Linked DNA regions of Mus musculus: region 2 is linked to region 1. The links are chromatin contacts, called in public Hi-C maps. All regions are on one chromosome and are shown on one strand. The core of a region is the stretch at or near the end of the contact, and the rest is flanking DNA. Distances in the headings are between cores, read along the strand shown.

What was found. Hi-C and Micro-C count contacts between places; a contact is called where the count stands out from the background.
Region 2: a contact with region 1 is called in a Hi-C map of bone marrow-derived macrophages, with 33 read pairs. The contact joins two enhancer-like sites. A contact is called at or near these places in 3 of 15 datasets of contacts at CTCF or cohesin (large pre-B cells, pro-B cells and stem cell-derived epiblast-like cells), 13 of 484 Hi-C or Micro-C datasets (the BV-2 cell line, the F1.1 cell line, the G1E-ER4 cell line and 8 more), 15 of 115 datasets of contacts at active chromatin or transcription factors (the HPC-7 cell line, bone marrow-derived macrophages, embryonic basal ganglia and 9 more) and 1 of 9 other capture datasets (embryonic stem cells).

Annotation. Positions count from the first base shown.
Region 1 is chr2:167,742,708-167,745,466 of GRCm38.p6, reverse strand. No RefSeq gene overlaps it. Among named protein-coding and RNA genes, the nearest start is that of Gm52570, 4.9 kb to the right of the region's middle. Within about 2 kb of position 1,301, at least 24 of the 459 cell types and tissues checked have an H3K27ac peak or open chromatin away from gene starts, as enhancers often do. A contact at or near this core is called in bone marrow-derived macrophages, where this site is marked.
Region 2 is chr2:167,893,880-167,896,579 of GRCm38.p6, reverse strand. No RefSeq gene overlaps it. Among named protein-coding and RNA genes, the nearest start is that of Gm33033, 18 kb to the right of the region's middle. Within about 2 kb of position 1,394, at least 48 of the 459 cell types and tissues checked have an H3K27ac peak or open chromatin away from gene starts, as enhancers often do. A contact at or near this core is called in bone marrow-derived macrophages, where this site is marked.

The DNA of each region.
Region 1 (2,759 bases), core at 52-2,551:
ATCCTGAGAGAGTCTCGTACTGTGTGCGTCTTCCAGATAGAAAGAGAGAGACCCGGAGGGTGAAACCCCAGCTCGTGTTCACACAGTGGTGTGGAAGCTTGGGTCAGGATGCGCAGGAACCTTCCCCCGGAGAGTTAGGTGACCCCAGCCCCTCCTGGAGACAGAGATGGCACAGACTTGAGGCAGGGCATCTTGGTTAAGGCTTATGTGCTACAAATTCAAAGCCAGCGATGCATCTGCCTCACACAAAACACCTGTTCTCCCCTGAAGTAGGCTTTCCCTGGCCATGGCTGCTTGGCCTCCTGAGAGTCCAGAACAGGAAGTGCTTGATAGTGACAGGTGAGCCATGTGGACTCAAAACCAAAGCTTGAAGGTGGCACATGCTCCGGGCAGCCTGAGGAAGGGTCTAAGACAGCCAGGTCACCCCAGCTGAAGGGACAGAGCTGAAACCAGAGCAGGAGGCGAGCTAGGGAGACAGACAGTGTCTAGATGGAGTGTGTGCTGAGTGAGGAGCCAAGTGCAAACCTCAGCACTCCGGAAAAGCCAGGCATGGCGGTGCCTGAAACCCACTCACTTGGACATCAGACACAGACCAGTCCCCAGAGCTCGCCAGCCGGCCAGCCTAGCCTAGAACAAACTTCTGCTAAGCTAGAGACCTGGTCTCACAAAACAAGGTAGATGGCTCCTGAGGATCAATTTCCAAGGTTGTTCTCTCTCTCTCTCTCTCTCTCTCTCTGTGTGTGTGTGTGTGTGTCTCCTCCTTCTTATTCTCCTCTGTCTTTCTCTCCTCTCTCTGTCTCTCTCTTTGTCTCTCTCCTCTGTCTCTCTCTCACACACACACTCACATACATGCACACACACTCACATACATGCACATACACACAAACACGCACATGCACACACATGCACACGCATAAACTATCCCCTGCCTCCACATCTCCCTAAAGAAACCTTCATGTCCAAGCTAACGCTCAGCAGTGGGAAAGAAACATGGCTTCTTTAAAATGCCATAGTACAGGCTACAGGGCTTTTGTCCCCTTAGCAGTGGCATGACTAGGTGAGAGGTGGCCTCCAGTGGCCTCCTATCCTTTCACCCAGACTTTCATCTTCCTCTTGATCTCTGGAGAAGCTGCCAGCTGCCTGCCTCCTGCAGTGCTGGGTGAGAGGAGGAGGTGCCAGCAGGAGAGGATCATGGACTTCTTCAAGTCTCAGCTCCTGCCTGGTGGCCTCCCTGTGACTCTTTCAGGCCCACCCATGTGACACTCATCAGTTCTACACCCCTCCCCATGTCTGCTCTGACCCACTCTGGCCTCTGTGAGCCCTGTTCACAGCTCTGGAAAGTCCACTGACCGATCCCTGGAGCCACTCAGTCAAGTTCCTGCTGTCTCTCCGGCTGGCTGCTGTCCATCAGAAAGAAACATACAGTAAATGGCAGTTTTGACAAGCCAGGTCACCAAGACCTGGGGATTCACCACACCCTTCAATGTCCTGTTCTGTGATGCGGACTGTCCCCAAGATAGAGCAAACTCAGCCAGGAGTGGGCACCCCAAGGCTCTGCATGTACTTCCCCACTTTTCCCAGCTCTTCACTCTGCTAGGACACACACACACTCACACACACACTCTCACACACTCACATACATAGACAAACACACAGTCACACACACTCACATACATGCACACACACACACAAACTCATTCACACACTCACATACATGCACACACATGCACACACTCACACGCATGAACTCACACTCACATACATGGACACACACACTCACACACACTCATATACATATTCATGCACACACACATATACACACTCATATACATGCACACATATGCACACACTCATACACACACATGCACACACTCACACACACACATAAACTGTCCTCTGCCTCCACATATCCCTGCAGAAACCTTCATGTTTAAGGTGAAGCTTAGCTATGGGAAAGAAACATGGCTTCCTTGGGACCTGACACTAGAGTCAATTGGGGAAGAGAAGTGGAGCCCCACTTGCTAAATTCCCTCTTCCCTTCAAGTCTCAGTTTCCCTGCCTGACCCCACCATGCAGAGAACATTTTGTTGGCTTATTTTTGTGTCTCCGCACAGTCTGCTCTGTCACACAAGCCTGCATGGAGTCCTTGCGTGCTGACTCGGCCTTTTTCATGATACCTTTCATTCGCTCAAGCCTTCCTTCCTGGGGCCAAGAGCTAAGAAGGGCCCCTCCCCATCTCCTGCTAGAATAAAAACCCTGACCATGATGTCTATGAGGACAAAGCACTGCTTTCATGAGTCAGAATCTTGGTCTAAGCCCATTCAAGAGCTCTCTCAAAAATATCTATGCAGGGACTGGAGAGATGGCTCAGTGACTAAGGGCACTGGCTGCTCTTTCAAAGGACCCAGGTTCAATTCCAGGCACCCACAATGGCAGTTCACAACTGTACCTCCAAGATCTGACACCCTCACATAGATACACATGCAGGCAAAACACCAATGCAACTAACTAAAATAAAATTGCACCCCCCCCCCACACACACACACTCACATCGTGTTCACCGCAGCCATAGCCACAGCAGCCTAAGAAAAGAACTCTGGGGCTCCCCGGAGTGAATACAGGGGCAAGATGAGGTTGCCTGTAAGATAGAACTTGCTCGGGGAAAACGACAGCTACCGGCAACAATGTGAAAGAGTCACAAGGACACCCTGCACACTGAAGGGCACAAAAGGCCACATGTTGTACTGACAACATCTATG
Region 2 (2,700 bases), core at 145-2,644, 150 kb before region 1:
GCAACGGGGAGTAACGATCGTCACACTTAAAACGCTGGTCCCGTTTCTCCACCCATTGCCGTCTTTCCTACGTATGCTGCCATGTCTAGGGCACGTTCTTCTTTTAAAAGCACATATTTTTCCCTTACTTAAATATTTATTTTTGAGACAGGCTCTCAGGTCGGCACTGAATGCTCCAAAAAGTATAATGTGGTGTTGAACTCCTAGTCTCCTGACTACATTGCTCGTGTGTGTGTGTCCACCCCAGCTAACCTAGGGGTTTGTGCATGCTAGCCTGAACAAACCCTCTACCAACCAAGTTATCTCCCTAGCCCCAAGTGAGTTTGGTTTCTAGATTGTGTGTGTGTGTGTGTTGTTGTTGTTGTTGTTGTTGTTGTTGCTCTTGGAGATCAGAGGAGGAAATCCGATGCCCTGGAACTGGAGTTACATATGGTTACATGCTGCCAAGTGGGTCCTGGGAACTGGACTCCAGTCCTTTGGCAGAACCAAAAGTAGTCTTAGATACAGAGTGGTCTCTTCAGCCCAAGAATTTAGCTTTTAAAGGAAATCGCCTCACTCCATTGTGCACAACATCCCAGCTGGGGCTTTGCTGCCACTAAGAGACCCCAGATTCTCAGCAGCTTGTTAGGGGTGCTGGTAGCTGTCCTAGAACTCCTTCCTGGCCCTTCAGCCTCAGCCTCTGAAATGTTGGGGTCACAGAAGAGCACCCACACCCACTGTATGACTGGCTGGTCCTGGGATGGGCCACGTCTGTTTGTGTGTCATCCACCCCTGTTCAGCCGCAGACTCAGGAGCACAACTCCATCAAGCCATTGCTGCTACAGAGAGAAAAGAGTCAGACCCAAGGATGGCTTCCGAAGATCCTGTTCAGAAGTTCAGCTCACCTAGTAAAAATCTCCTGTGCCACGCCATCTACTACATGGTCTGCGATGGGAGCCGGGCTCTTGGCCTGTTGTAGTGTTATGTCTTCATTGGATCAGCCTTGTTCACTTGCAGGGATCTATCCTTATCAGGCCCGGGAACCTCAGACATTCCCTAGGAGAAGTGGGCGGGGGAGCTTCTCAGCCCCTCTTCCCATGCGAGTGTGTGTGAGAGTGAGTGAGTGAGTGAGTGAGTGAGTGAGAGTGAGTGAGTGAGTGAGTGAGTGAGTGAGTGAGTGAGTGAGTGAGTGAGTGAGTGAGTGTGCTGTGGTGTGCGCCCTGAGCTGGGCCCACCCGAAGTTCCCGCGTGAACGAACATCGATCGGGTGGGCATTTGCGGAACGATACTGCGGTCCATGAGCAGTTCCAGGCGCGCCCGCCAGGTGTCGCCCCTTCCCAGCGGTCGGAAGGCGCTGCTGAGCGGGCGGGTACCAGGGAGCCGGTGACGCACTGTTTGAACCAAGCTCATCCAGTCGGTCGGTCTCCCAGGTTAGGTTGCTTCTGAAGCCTTGATGCTCACGAGCCGCCCAGCATTTCTACGCGCCTCGTGTTGTATAGATGGGAAGTGAGGTTGAGGGAGTTGTAGAGCCTCAGGGGTCCCAGCTAGTAAATGGGAGACAGAATTCCACCTCGGACTGAGTCAGACACACGAAGAGTTCTGACACCCAGCAGGAGGCAGTAGGATCCATGTTATTTTAATAGGTACTCCGTCTCAGACAGACACTAGGCAAAAACAAACAAACAAACACCTGGGAGACTTCAAAAGTTTGTTGTTGTTTTTTTTTAGTCACTTAACTCTACTTTGAAAATCATTATTATTTTGATTTAGAAATCTCTAGGAGGTTGAGGCATGAGAATCAAGAGTTGAAGGTCAGCTTGATCTTCATAGAAGACATCCTTGGCTCCAAGGAGGAGGAAGAGGAGAAGGAGGAGGAGGGGGAGGGGGGAGGGGGAGGGGGGAGGAGAGGAGAAGGAGGAAGAGGAGGAAAACTACCCACTCTCAGGTCTTGAGGCAGTGCCTTCCTGACAATGATGTTATTCTTATTTCTCTTTGAAATCTTCATGGGCTGGCAAGATAGCTCAGTAGGTAAAGGTGCTTGCTGCCAACCTGGACAAACTTGATCCCAGGGATACACATGGTAGAAAGAGACTGCTTCTGCAAGCTGACCTTCACAAACATGCTGTGGTGTGAGTGTGCATACATACATACACACAAATAAATAAATAAATAAAAGAATGTCATTTCTTTAAAATTGTTTTTTTCTTCTTCTTCTGGTTTTTCCAGACAAGGTTTCTCTGTGCAACAGCCCTGGCTGTGCTGGAACCTGCCGATTTGTAGACCAGACTGACCTCGAACTCACAGAGATCCTCTTGCCTCTGCCTCCTGAGTGCTGGGATTAAAGGCATGCACCACCATGCCTGGCGTAATCTTTTAATCTTAAAATAAATCAGCTAAGAAATGAACACATATGGGAAAATGTTGTAATAGGAAACTGAGACCAGGGTGGGGGGGTGTTGACTTTGTAGTGCATGGCTCCTACGTGTAGAGTCACAACTCTACCCTAGACTGAGTTAGAGGGCTAGGACTCGGCTGCCTAAAGAGAGTGGGTTGTTCTCTGCGTCTGCTGACTGCCAGACCCGGTACCTCTCCTCCACCTCCCCTCCTGCAAACCCTCGTGGTCACTGTGTCTCAGGGATTGTTGCTGAGAGAGCCAGGAGGTAGGTGCTAGGCACGTGAGCAGATTCCTGTCCTCCCTGTTGCTCCACACCCTGTTCTGAG